Regions from separate parts of the Pan troglodytes genome. Here regions 1 and 3 are each linked to region 2. A link is a contact called in public Hi-C and HiChIP or PLAC-seq data. All regions are on one chromosome and are shown on one strand. The core of a region is the stretch at or near the end of the contact, and the rest is flanking DNA. Distances in the headings are between cores, read along the strand shown.

What was found. A called contact is a pair of places that touch in the nucleus more often than the background predicts. HiChIP or PLAC-seq counts read pairs in DNA pulled down with a chosen protein or histone mark.
Region 1: an H3K4me3 HiChIP or PLAC-seq map of stem cell-derived excitatory neurons shows a contact between it and region 2, with 3 times the contacts expected there. The contact joins the promoter of RIGI here to the promoter of ACO1 in region 2. A contact is called at or near these places in 2 of 7 Hi-C or Micro-C datasets (induced pluripotent stem cells and stem cell-derived neural progenitor cells) and 1 of 1 datasets of contacts at active chromatin or transcription factors (stem cell-derived excitatory neurons).
Region 3: a Hi-C map of stem cell-derived neural progenitor cells shows a contact between it and region 2, with 8 times the contacts expected there. The contact joins the promoter of NDUFB6 here to the promoter of ACO1 in region 2. A contact is called at or near these places in 5 of 7 Hi-C or Micro-C datasets (blood, induced pluripotent stem cells, a lymphoblastoid cell line and 1 more), 1 of 1 datasets of contacts at active chromatin or transcription factors (stem cell-derived excitatory neurons) and 1 of 1 other capture datasets (stem cell-derived neural stem cells).

What each region holds. Positions count from the first base shown.
Region 1 is chr11:83,478,966-83,483,513 of NHGRI_mPanTro3-v2.0_pri, reverse strand. It overlaps RIGI (RNA sensor RIG-I), which reads right to left and starts at 2,123. Exons shown (of 22, transcript XR_010148722.1): 1 at 1,834-2,123.
Region 2 is chr11:83,618,587-83,623,005 of NHGRI_mPanTro3-v2.0_pri, reverse strand. ACO1 (aconitase 1) reads left to right here and starts at 2,861. Exons shown (of 21, transcript XM_009456435.4): 1 at 2,861-3,229. The coding sequence starts at 2,904.
Region 3 is chr11:83,432,128-83,436,432 of NHGRI_mPanTro3-v2.0_pri, reverse strand. NDUFB6 (NADH:ubiquinone oxidoreductase subunit B6) reads right to left here and starts at 1,739. Exons shown (of 4, transcript NM_001246208.1): 1 at 1,560-1,739. The coding sequence starts at 1,739.

The DNA of each region.
Region 1 (4,548 bases), core at 874-3,373, 140 kb after region 2:
GCTTCCTCAACTTTCAATGACACTATTAGGTAATAGGTGCTGAGTAAATTACCTCCAATGCTAACAATACTGACACGAGTTGCTTATTTTATTCCATCAAGGTGTATCAAATCAATATATGAGTGCATGAAAAAATGGAATTCACACCAGTTGTTAGTGTTTCTTCCAAGTACTTCTTCAGGTGCCAAGCTACACTGGTCACTAGAATGCCATTCCACAACCTTTCTTTTAGTTTTGTAGAGCAATTAGCATTCAAGTTAGTTGCCGGTCTTAACGCCATTTCCAAAAACTGCAATAACATCAGGAAAGACTGGCACTTGGAGACTTTTAGGATTCCCAGGCCCCCTCTCATCGACTTTTTTTTGTTTTTCGGTTTTTTTTTTTTTTTTTTGGAGACAAGAGTCTCACGATATCACCCAGGCTGAGTGCAGTGGTGCGATCTCACCATAACCTCTGCCTCCCTGGTTCAAGCGATTTTCATTCCTCAGCCTCCTGAGTAGCTGGGACTACAGGAGTGCACCACTACGCCTGGCTAATTTTGTATTTTTCGGTAGAGACGGGGTTTCACCATATTGGCCAAGCTGGTCTCGAACTCCTGACCTTGTGATCCACCCGCCTAGGCCTCCCAAAGTGCTGGCTGCAGGGAGCCGAAGGCCCTTGGGATGTGACCAACTCAGCATTCCGCTGGAGGCTATATGATCAAACAGCAAACTGTTTATCATGAATGCAGCACGTGGGCAAACTCACACTGCCTTGCCACCAAAAGGTTTGCTGAGCGCCTCACTCCCTGGCGCCAGGCTCCTTGAAATTATTTATTGAGAAATCTAGCACCTATTGTTCAAAGACTGCAGTCTTGCAAGCCTGCTGTGAATCAAGCAGCCAGCCAACAAGCACCTCCCCTTCTCGCTATCTCTTTTGCCTAATAAACAAGAAGGGCTGTGTAAAGCTCAGGGCCCTTGTCCACTAGAGGCAAGGTGCCCCCTGACCCCTTCTTCCAGATATACTCTTTTGTCTCTTGTCTTTTATTCCCGCGTTCGCCCCTCTTTGTTCAGTCCCCTAGGTCCGTGCGGGTTACATAGTGGCACCCCGAACAGCAACAGCATCGGGTGCTCTACAGCTGGGATTACAGCGTGAGGGACCACGCCCGGCCTCATCGATATCTTTTAAGTACCACCTCCTTTCACCTCTTTCCCAGAAGCCTCTGCTCATCTCCAGCACAAAGTAATTCGATACAAATTTACAAAATGGTCATTACCCAGGATCACCTGTCTCCGAAGTTAAATGGAAACACCTGTATTAAAGCCTAAAGCTATTCGGTCTGGAAAAGTCCGGCTCCTCTCCAGCTTCCACTTCTTTAGGCGTGCAAATAAGATTCGGCAGAGTAAGCATCAACTTCCTTTAAGCTCAGACCGCACTTTGTGCTCAGTACTGTAATTATCTGCCCTTTGTGTCCCATCCCTTGGGCTGTAATGTATACTAAGGAAGAGCCCTTATCTTATTTCTCAATCTCTGTCAGTACCCAGCCAAGCACACAGTAGACTTTAATATTAGTGAAAATAAATGAAACAGAAAATTTCTTCCCCAGCTTTGAACCTAAATAGATGAGCACCCTTAAGCAAGTCACTTCACCTCGCTGGAACTCAGTTTCCCCACCTAGGCCTCCGAGGGCTCCTCAAACTCTGGCAACCTCTAGCCTAAAATGCTGCGGAGATCTTACCACAAACCCGGGGTGTCTGGCAGGCTATCTGCATTGATTAAAAGAAGGGAACGAAGCAAGAGAAAAACAAGTCCTCAATTGTTTTCCGCCGAGAAGGCGCCGCTGGAGACACTCACCCTCCCTAAACCAGGGGGCCATGTAGCTCAGGATGTAGGTAGGGTCCAGGGTCTTCCGGATATAATCCTGGAAGGCTTGCAGGCTGCGCCGCTGCTCAGTGGTCATGCCGGCCTCTGCTTCCAGCTAGCTACGTTCCCCGCAGGCTGTGCCTCACTAGCTTTAAAGCCGGGTAGGAGGAGGGCGTGGCGAGCGGGGAAAGCAGGGATTTTCCGAGGAAATGATGCCGGACGCGAGGCGGAGCTGCATAGGAACTTTAATAACTAAAGGGAAAATCGAAAGTGCAACTAGCGGCGGGCGGGGTCCGCGGAGGCTGTTTTGCCTCGGGCTAGTTTCGTTTCCCTCCGCACCGAGGAAGCCCGGGAACGGAGAGGACCCCTAGGAATTGCTTTTATTTTTATGATCTTATATTTTGTTTTGCTTTTATAGCGCTAACGTTTAGACACAGTAAAATGCACACAATCTGAGTGTGCAATTCGATGAGTTTTGTAAAGTGTACACCTGTGTACCCAGTTCTCCCACGTCGGCTGGGTGCCAGGGTAAGTCTATGTTTAGCTTTATAGGAAACCGCCACCTGTTGTCCAAAATGACTGATTACATCCAGTTTACATTCCCACCCGCAGTAGGAGAGCTCCAGTAGATAGACACATTGGTCAGCCTTTCTTTTTTTTTTTTTTTATTTTAACTTCCATCTTGGTCGGTGTGAAATGGTATATTATTGTGGTTTTAATTTTAATTTCCCATATAATTAATGGTGGGCACATTTGCATGTGCTTACTGGGTCATTCATATATCTTTTGTGAAGCATCTGCTCCAATCTTTTGCCTGACTTTGGAGTTTTTTGGTTTATGGATTTACAGGAGTTATTTATTCAGGATACAAAATTGTTAAATATATGTATTCGAAATATCTTCTTCCAGTCTGTGGCTTACCATTTCATTTTCTTAAAGGTGTCTTTTGAGGAGCAGACACTTATATTGATGCAATTTTCAGGTTTTTCTTCTGTTTGTTGTTTTTTGTGTCCTCTTTAATAAATCTTTGCCTACCCCAAGGTCATGAAAATATTGTTTCCTTTTAGATTTATATTTTTAGCCTTTACTTCTGGGTCTATTACTATCTCAAAATAATTTTGTTGTGGCGTGAGATGGGGGGTCCAGGTTCACTTTTTCCATATTTCTAATTGTTTCAGCACCGTTTGTTGAAAACTTTTCCTTTTGCCATTGGATAGCCTTGGGACCTTTGTAAAAAAACCAAGTCCATTGAATGTATGTGTGTCTATTTCTGACTCTTGTTATATTCTACTTCCTACTACTTTGACAATACCATTGTCTCTAGGTTACTTTAGATTTCAACTAAGTCTCAAAATCACGTACTACTAAGTTCTCCGAATTTGTTTTTCACTGTGAAGATATTAGCTATTTGAGATTCTTTGCATTCCTTTTTTTTTTTTTTTTTAAATTTCTTTTTTGAGACAAGGTCTCGCTCTGTCTCCCAGGCTGGAGTGCAGTGGTGCAAACAGGGGTCACTGCAACCTTGAATCCCTGTGCATTTCCATATGAAATAAGAATCAACTTGTCAATTACCCCGTCCTTCCCCCAAAAAAAGTTTATTGGGATTTTGATCAAGATTGCATTGAACCTACAGATAAACTTGGGGAGAAGTGACATCTTAACAATATTGAGTCTTCTAATCCATAAGCATGGTATGCCTTTTCATTTACTTAGGTCTATAATTTCTCTCAGCAGTATTTTAGTTTTGTTTCATTTTATTTTACAGACGGAGTCTCACTATGTTGCCCAAGCTGGAGTGCAGTGGCTATTCACAGGCACAATTATAGTGTGCTACAGCCTTGAACTCTTGGGCTCAAGGGATCCACCTGGACTCAAGCAATCCTCCTACCTCAGCCATCCAGAGTAGCTGGGACTACAGGCACGGGCCATCACACCTGGCTATTCTGAACTATTTTATGTTATTTGATGCTACTGTCAATGGAATTGTTTTTAAGATTTCATTTTCAAATTGTCTGTTGCTACTGTATAGAAATACAAATGATTGGCTGGGTGTGGTGGCTCACGCCTGTAATCCCAGCACTTTGGGAGGCTGAGGTGGGTGGATCACCTGAGGTCAGGAGTTCGAGACCAGCCTGGCCAACATGGTGAAACCTCGTCTCTACTAAAAATACAAAAAATAGCCGGGCGTGGTGGCGGGCGCCTGTAATCCCAGCTACTCGGGAGGCTGAGGCAGGAGAATCGCTTGAACCCAGGAAGCGGAGGGTGTGGTGAGCCGAGATTGCACCACTGCACTCCAGCCTGGGCGACAGAGTGAGACTCCATCTCACACACACACACAAAAAAAGAAATACAAGTGATTTTTGTTTTTTGACCTTAAAACATGCAACATTGCTAACTTCACTTATTTGTTCTAGTAATTGTTCTGTAAATTCCTCTAAGTTTTCTAGATAAATAATGATGTCATTTGTGAATACATACTTTAACTTCTTCCTTTCCAATCTTTATGCCTTTTATTTCCTTTCATTATAGTTTTTCTTTTTGAGACAGGATCTCACTTTTGTCAACCAGGCTGCTGCAGCCTCCACCTCCCAGGCTCAAGGATCCTTCCACTGCAGCCTCCTGAGTAGCTAGGACCACAGGTGCACACCACTACACCCAGCTAATTTTTGTATTTTTTTGTAGAGATGGGGTTTCGCCCTGATGCCC
Region 2 (4,419 bases), core at 1,612-4,111:
GAAGCGTTATGCTTGACTTTTTCTCTTACACCTCTTCCTTCCTATTAAATGACATGTATGTGAAAATGCAGTATAAATTGTAAAGCATGATACAAAGTTAGTTGGGTATAGTTCCTAGGACCTTTCAATAAACTGAGGAAGTCCAGCATATACAAGTAACTGAAATCGGTGTGGAATATGATGAGGCATTCCTCAGAGCTCAACAGGTCTCTGGCAGAATCTTCATGGTTCTTCTTATAGCATCAGAGCCTTCTAGCAGGTAAGGCTGCTAAAACAATACTGTTACTTCAAATGAAGGTCCTTCTGCCTCTGCCTCCCCCAGAGCACAGCTGGGGTGCCTGAGCAGTTACATGCTTGGGTGGCATCCTCTCTGAAGGTCCCTAGAGTATATGCCCTCAGCTGGGCCATTAGCAGAACCTTTTATATCGTGACAGAAATATTTGTTAGGTGGACCCTGTGAGAGCGTAGTAATATGCCATGGCAATATACCCCTTAAACATTTAGCTTTCTCAACAGATCATGAAATACAAATTCAGGATGCAGGATTAGGATGAAAAAGAAACTAGATGGATAGGAGGGGAGAGACAGATGGTTAGAGAAGACACTAAATTCCCATTTTAGATGTGATGAATGACAGGCGCTGATATGGTTTGTAATCCCCACCTGTGGAGGGAAGGAGGTGATTGGATCATGGGGATGATTTTTATTATTAGCTATACTGAGAGAAACTGTAAGCAGCTGCCCAGAGGATTCTTGTTCCCTGGGAAGGCAGCTCAGGGATCAGGCCCTTAGGCAGTAATTAAGAGAGCACGAAAATTAAACGTATAGCAGGTGTGGTGGGAAGAGGGCATCAGGGGAGAGCCGTTGGATATTTACCGGGAGCCAAGATGAGGCTAAGACCTGCCTCTCCTTGTTATGAATTTAACTCTTTTTTTTCTTAAAGAGGAACAAAACGTTTATTTCAAATTTTCTCTGGTATGAAGACATATATTCAGTGAAAAATTTAGGGATTCTAAAGTCCCCTCAAAGCATTCAGGAGGACCACTGTGCATTCAGAGGACACTCTCTTGCCTGCTGCCAGGTAAGACATACCTGCTTCCCCTTCTGCCATAATTGTAAGCTTCCTGAAGCCTCCCCAGCATGCAGAACTGTGAGCCAATTAAACCTCTTTCCCTATGAATTACCCAGTCTCAGGGTTCTTTACAGCAGCGTGAGAACGGTCTAATACAGGCACCTTTGGAATATCCAGGTGGGGTTGCCACATATGGCTGCAAATCAAGAGTGTGAAGGTCAGAAAGTTAACTAAGACCAATGACAGAGACATAGCAGGCTTCAGCTAGAAGTGGCAGGCAGTCTGCATACTGAGAAAATAGATGAAGAAAAACTCAGCAAATGCAGAAACATATAAAGCAAGAGGAGAGAGTGTAGGGAAAGACCTTAAAAAAGAGGGACAAAAGAGGGAAGAGGTGACTCCTAAGAGCGGAGGGCTGAAAAGCCAAAAGGAGGTTAACATTTCTAGGAAAACGAATCGCCAGTGTCAAATACCACAGAGTAGTGAGTAAGGACAGGAACAGAGGACAGGCCCTGGGATTCACGATCTGCACGTCACTGGTGACAACGTCCAAGAGTAACAGACTGGGGGGATGTGGAACTATTTCCTTCACGGTTTTGGCCAGCGTGCTTACTAATAAATCTCAATTCCCTTCATAGCTCTGATTTGATTGTTTTCTGCGAAGGATTCTCAGTTACACGGATGTTATCATTGAACATTAGATACTTTGCTTTCCGAATGGCTGCCTCATTAAGAATCGCAATTTAGCTGGATGTGTCCTCATCGGACTTTCCCAGCCTTCTACTCACTCTCACCTTGCCCCTACTCTCCCTACCTCCCAAGGGGACTGGAGCATGATTTTTCAGGGATTGTGGTGCACCTCTGCCATATGGTGGACATTCAAAGAAAATTTAATTACTAATGTGAATGGAAAGGATTTAGGAAGTGGGTGGGAAAACAGTCTCCTCTCATATTGGAAATACAGTTACTTCCCCTTTCAAAATAAATATAAGTATTTATATTTCAAAGTTAAATATAACTAGATGATAGTTGTACCCTATAGTGCAGTATCACAGGGAAGGTGTAGGCTTTGGTGTCAAACCAACCTAAGGACTGAGTCTCAGCTGTTGCGCATTGCACACCTGCAAAGACGGGTAATATTCTTTACTTGTAAGGTGGTTGGAAGAGCTGAACTGAATAACGTGGAAAGAGTCGATCACAGGGCTTTGTGCAGAATAGGAGGGCAGTATAAAGTAGCAGGGGGGCTATTAGTACTGGCTATTGTTTACTCATCCTATAAGCTGTTTATTCAGAAAACTACAGTAACTTTCCAAATAATTTGTGCAGGAAAACCTCACCACCTTTCATCTAGAAAGATCTAATCACTTCTTTGAACGCCATTCACCCAAGAGGGCACAACTCCTACCAACATGAAAAGCAGATCTTGTGAAAGCCCACTTGCTGCCATCTCCCAGCCATTTCTCCGACTTCAGACCAGTGAACATCGTGCATTAGAAAGTGTTGTTACATGTCCAAGGAAATCTACATATAGAACTTTTGCCACGGAAATGCTGAAGTCCTATTCTGACAGCGTGACTCCGATGTCCACTTGGCAGGCTTTGCGCAAAGAATTAAGGCGAGGGTGGAGAGGGTGGGTAGGGTGGGGACGGACAAAGTGAGAAGGGAGGCGGGCCAAGTGACCACACGTACATGAAGCCTCTCCAGTTATGGCCAAATCATTTTTTAAAAATAATTCCATTTCTTCCCCACCCTTTGGTCACTTCCTAACGCCGGCTGGGGAGTCACATGCTAAGCTCCAAAGTGAGCAACAGACACCCTCGTCCCAGGTCCCATGCTGGCAGAAGCGGACCCGGGCCGAGGGATCAGCCCTCCCACTTCCTGCGGAGGAGCCCTTCGCAACCCTAGCCTCCAGCCCGGGGCGAAGTCCTCCAGGCCCGCGGGGGCGCCCGCAGGCTCCGCCCCTTCTTCGGCTAGCTGCCCGCCCGTCCCGCCCCTGCTCCGCCCTTCCCGCCCCTGCTCCGCCCATCGCGCGGCGGCCCCGGGGGCGAGAGGGGGCGGAGCGTGGAGGCGGCAGCTGGAGCCGCGCAGCGCACGGGAACGCGTCCCGCTGCTTGGGTCAGGTTCGCCGGTCGCGGGAGCCCCGCCGTGCAGTCGGAGGTGAGTACCGACGTGGCCCGACCCACGTCCCCAGGCGGGAGCGCCGTCCACCCTGTATCCCTCGAGAGTCGGTGCGGGCCTTTACCGAGGTGCCCGAGGCAGTGGCGGCCCGGGGGACACGGAGGCGAGCTTGGGGAGGCTGAGAGGAGAATCGGGGACGTGTTTCTGGCGACTGACGTCTCCACCCTGTCCCCAGTCTATGTCATGCCGGGGAGAGAAACCAGGGATTGGAAGTGGCTTTCCTAGACCCTTCTTAGCCTTGGCTGTGCGTGCTGTCCTGAAAGTCCTTGCCTAGGGTGTGCGGCCAGTCCTGGGAGTCCTAACCCCGAGGGTGTGAGGCCCGCACTGGGAGTCCTCGCCCAGGCCCGGCTAGCTGGATAGGGAAACCCTTGCTAAAGTTGTGCGGGCAGATCCGGGAATCCACTCCAAGGGGTAAAGGGAAAATGGGATGAGGGGGAAGAGACCCTTCGTGGGAGGCTTGAACACAGAGCCCACCATGATAGATTCGGAGATCTAGAAAGGAGCTTGGGCTGCAGTTATGACCAAGTCATTTTTTTCTAGATTCAGCTAGCACATCATAATGGCATCTTCCTTCTTGCAACACATGTAACTCTCTTCCCTTGGGGACAACCTCTAGGACAGAAGTCCCCAAACTTTTCTGGGACTCAGTACTCCTTTACACTCTTAAAAATTAGTATCTTAAGGAGCTTTTATGTGTGTTATATCTATCCATATTTATAATATGTAAGACTGAGACATTTGTACTATATTTAATAATTCATTTAAAAAGAATAGTGAACTAATTATATCTTAACATTGCCTATTTTTATGAAAAAGAACTATATTTCCCAAAACAGAAAATTATTGAGAAGAGTGGCATTGTTTTACATTTTTGCAAATCTCTTTGATGTCAAGCGTAATTGAAGACAGCTGGATTCTGATAGCTGCTTCTGCAGTCTGTTGCAATATCACATATCATGTAGCCTCTTGAGACCTCCACTGTATACTCCTGAAAATGTGTGAGTGAAAAAAAGCAAGTAACATTTTATTACTAGGAAAATGGTTTTGACTTTGGAGATCCCTAGGAATTCTCTGCACTACACTTTGAGGATGCTAGTGTAGGAAATGCTTCAGAGGCTTCATTCATTGGGCCTGCTTCTTGTTTGTGATCCTTCCTCTGATTGGGAACA
Region 3 (4,305 bases), core at 490-2,989, 190 kb after region 2:
ATCTAAAAATATCCTTATTATAAGTTTGTTAAAGATAAAATATAGCAAAATAATGAAAGAATAATTTTAATGTATTTAACCAGAGTAATCAAACCTACAGAATTTTTCAGATATAGTCATCTCCCTTATTTATTGATCAATGACACTCACATCATTTTAGGTATAAGGCAGACAACCTTGACAACGCCAATGCTGGAAAAAGGACGTTTTACATACTAAGATGGGGTGTCCCAAACTCACTCCAAAATGCCCTCTGCAACACTATTTTTAAAAAGAACTAAAAATGGAACTTTCCCATGTCTTCCAACTTGATTAAAAAACACCTATCCATTCAAGGAAGGGACAATCCAGAATCTAAGAATTATAACAGATATGATTATAAAAGAATAAATTAAAGTAAGGTAAGGTGAACTTCGACACATTATTATTTATTTACTTCCTTATATCACTTGCTGATGGATGGGACGTCAACTTTAAATCAGTGACTGCCAATATTCCGATAATGTCAGGGATACAAAGGGTGGGAGAAGAGTTGAATTTTACCATCATAAATAAGTATCCAATACCACTTTCTCAGAAAAATTTTCAACAATTCTATTGCACTAGACTTTGTAGCACAGTAAGAAACAGATACATGTTGATTACAATATGAACTCATATTCAATTCCTAGCTCCCTGACCACCAGCAAATCACTGAAGCTTTGTAGGCCTCAGTTTCTTCACATTTAAAATGAGGATTAGGAATATCTACCTTACAGGAATAAAGAAATGAAGTAACACATGTAAAACCCTCAGTAGAGTGCCAAGCACACAGCAAGCACCCGTGTGTTACGTAGTATTGTTACTACTATTATCCTGTCATCAGTAAGTGTTGCAGGTAACTCAAAGCAATTCTGAGATGTTTATCATCCATAACAGTCCTCAAGAAAATACCCAGAGGCCTTGAAAATAAAGTTCTTGAATGAGTGATTTTCTTCAAAGCCCAAAATGTCATTTTTTAATGAAACACTGTGTTAAAAGTACAGAACGGTAGTTTAGAAAGGTAGCTCTTGAATGTGACTCACAAGGCATACCAACAGGACCCTGTCTTTTACGGGGATCACATGGGGCTGTACTATCAGCTACGGGCTGGCTGTGCCCTCTGGTGGTTGGATACTGTGTTACTTGGTCTCTAGAACCTCACACTTAAAAGTTAGACAAGTGTCCTCAAATACTTAAATCACAGAATTTTAATTCTAGCGAGTCCTTGGTTATTATTCTGAGGGAAGATTTCTACAGTCAAAAGAGAATCAAATGTGCAGCGTCCTGGAAAACCTAAGTATTAAAATTCGCCCCCGTCTCACTGTACTTGACAGTAAAAGGCATGACTCTCTCAAAGCCATACATATTCCTGGACTCCTGCCTCCCGAGACTCCAGGAGGACTCTCGGGACTGGCCAGTGTCCCAGAGCACTGAGCGTTATCAGTCCTTGGTGTGGCTGCAGGGAGCGGACGTTCAATGTTCAGGCTGCCGGCAGCAGTGGGGTGTGTTGGGGGGGACCGGAGAGGTCTGTCACTCACCATTTTCCTCCAAGGGGATTTATTCTCCAAAAATTTATTCCAGAATTTCTCCATAGGCCCCATCTTCTGTGGGGGCAGCACCGGCTCCCGAGGGCTCAGCTCCTGGTCCTTCAGCCATCGCCTTCTCAGCTCTCGCAGCTGCTGCAGCCGCAGTTTCTCATCCGGAGTGTACCCCGTCATGTCGCCGCTGGTACCAACGCAAAAGGACACGGCGCACCCTCGAACTACGGACTAGTTACTTAAGCGCGCTCCCGCTCTGCAAAGCGACCTTGCGGGAACGCCGAGCGCCGCGCGCGGTTATTACGTCACATCCTGGTTCCGCCTCTGCAGGGGCCCCAGATTCCTCGCGAGGAAAGCAGTGTCTGGGCACGCACAAAGGTCTCCACCTCCAGTTCTCTCTACGCCCACCTCCGCTATACCCGACCAAATTAGGACCGGGTGGGGACAAGGAGTACTCGTAGTTGTGGGGCCTGAGGAAAGTGACAGATTAGACGAAAGTATGCTAAATTAGAGGACTGGAGGTTTTGCTAAGGAAGAACTTGTATGCTGGAAGGAGGAAGGATAAGCATAAGTGTTTCAGTGAATATGCTGGCCAGATTCAAAATTATTTGCTTGCCTCTCCCACCTTGGAATGACCTAGAGAGTGTATGAAAATAGTTACATCCCAGTTCAAATCCCAGCTATGCCAGTAACTGCTGAAATGCCCTGGGCAGCTGTCTCATCTGTCCCTCCATCTGTACAGGAATAGTGAAAAGAGTAGCTTAATATCTAGCAAAATTGCATAGATGAATTCATGCTTTCACCCAAAAATGCGTGTGGTGAAAATATGAAAGAGCATGCACGACTATTCAGCACGATTCATAATACCAAAATATTGGAAATTACCCCCAAATTCCTAAATAAAGGACTGCTTGAATAAATTGTAGTACAACAGTCAAAAGACAGCATTACAACGAATTAGTTTAAAAATCTTAATTGACTCTTATTCGTGATTCTAGAATCAGAAAACACCTCATTCTATAAAGTAGAATGAGTGTTCTGATCAGCTGAGCAGAGGCGGTTGGTTTTATTGGCAAATAGGGGCTGAAGAAAGCAGAAACCGAACAAAAAGTGGACTCATCGTTTCAAAGTTACTTTTAGGGTTAAAGCAGAAGAAACTTCCTTGTTTCACTGACTCAGACTTAAGGGAATTTCCTATTTTTTGGGAAACTGGCCCATTTCAAAGTTCAGTTTGATTGTGTGGTACTTAGCACAAACGACTCCATTCTGGTTTGGTCTGGTCTGCTGGGGCCTAGTGCGTGAAGCTAGTCCAAAACAGTGGCTTCCCAAAAACTTTCACACAACAAAGCAATGAAATGCTAATACAATCGTCAAAAGTAATAAGGAAGAACTCTATATACATCTGTGGTGTGACCTCCAGAATACATTACAAAGTGGAAAAAAAATGGATAGGAATTTATACAGTATGCTTTTACCCAAAAAGAGAAAGATGGTGGTAATTTCAATATATATACATATTTTCTTAAATATTCAAAATAATGGGAATGAAAACATTTGAGGTTTTTAAAGATGTTACCTATGGTGGAGGAAATAAATAGGATAGAGGAGACAGGGATAGAATCTAGACATCTCTGGAAACATCTTCATAAATTTGACTTTAGAACCAAGTAAATATTTCATATTGTGAAATTAAATTTAGCTTAAAGATGTCTCCCTGTTTTGAGTCCTTATATAATGAACTGCAACCCAACTTAGTATGCAATTTAACTCACAGCCTAACTTAGGAATATACTTCTGTAACAAATAACTGAGTCTCAGCCAATCATCACAGGTGGTCAACTGATCAGCCCATGTTCAAATAAGGCAAAGGCCAACCTGTAGCCAATCAAGCTGTTTGTGTATCTCATTTCTGTTTTTTTTTCTATGCGTGCTGCCTGGCCTCTTTGTGGAACGATACTTTCTGAACCTCCTCTGGTTCTGAGGGCTGCCTGATTCTCAAATTGGTCATTGCTCAATTAATTTCTGCTAAATTTAATTTTTCTAAAGTTTTAATTTTAACAATATCATTACAAAACAAAATTAAATTTACAAAAAGCAGTCCATAAAAATCAAGTAAAAACCAGTAGCTCTTAATTGGTCCACTTGGTGGCATAATCTCAAAGGTACACATCATTCTAAATACAATAGCCCTTGTAACAACGCTGGGGTTAGGAGTGCCAGTCCCCTCCACTTGGCACAATCAAACATCCACATATAACTTTCGACTCTCCAAAAACTTAATAGCCTACTCTTGACCAGAAGTTTTACCGATAACATACAGTCGATTAACACACATTTTGTATATGTATTATATGCTATATTATTACAATAAAGTAAGCCAGAGAAAATAAACTGTTATTAAGAAAATCATAAGGAGGCAAAGAGAGGGGTTGGTCTTGCTGTCTTGGGGTGCCAGAGGCAGAAGAAAATCCACGTATGATGGACCCTCGAAGTTCAACCTGTTTTTTTCAAGGATCAACTATAACTTTAAACCATTGAATTATTGTAAATCCACTGAGAGACAACCCGCAAAAACAAACAAAAAAAAACAACTTAAAAAAAATCTTGGCCAGGCGTGGTGGCTCACGCCTGTAATCCCAGCACTTTGGGAGGCCAAGGCGGGTGGATCACAAGGTCAGGAGATCGAGACCTTCCTGGCTAACACAGTGAAACCCCGTCTCTACTAAAAATACAAAAATTAGCCAGG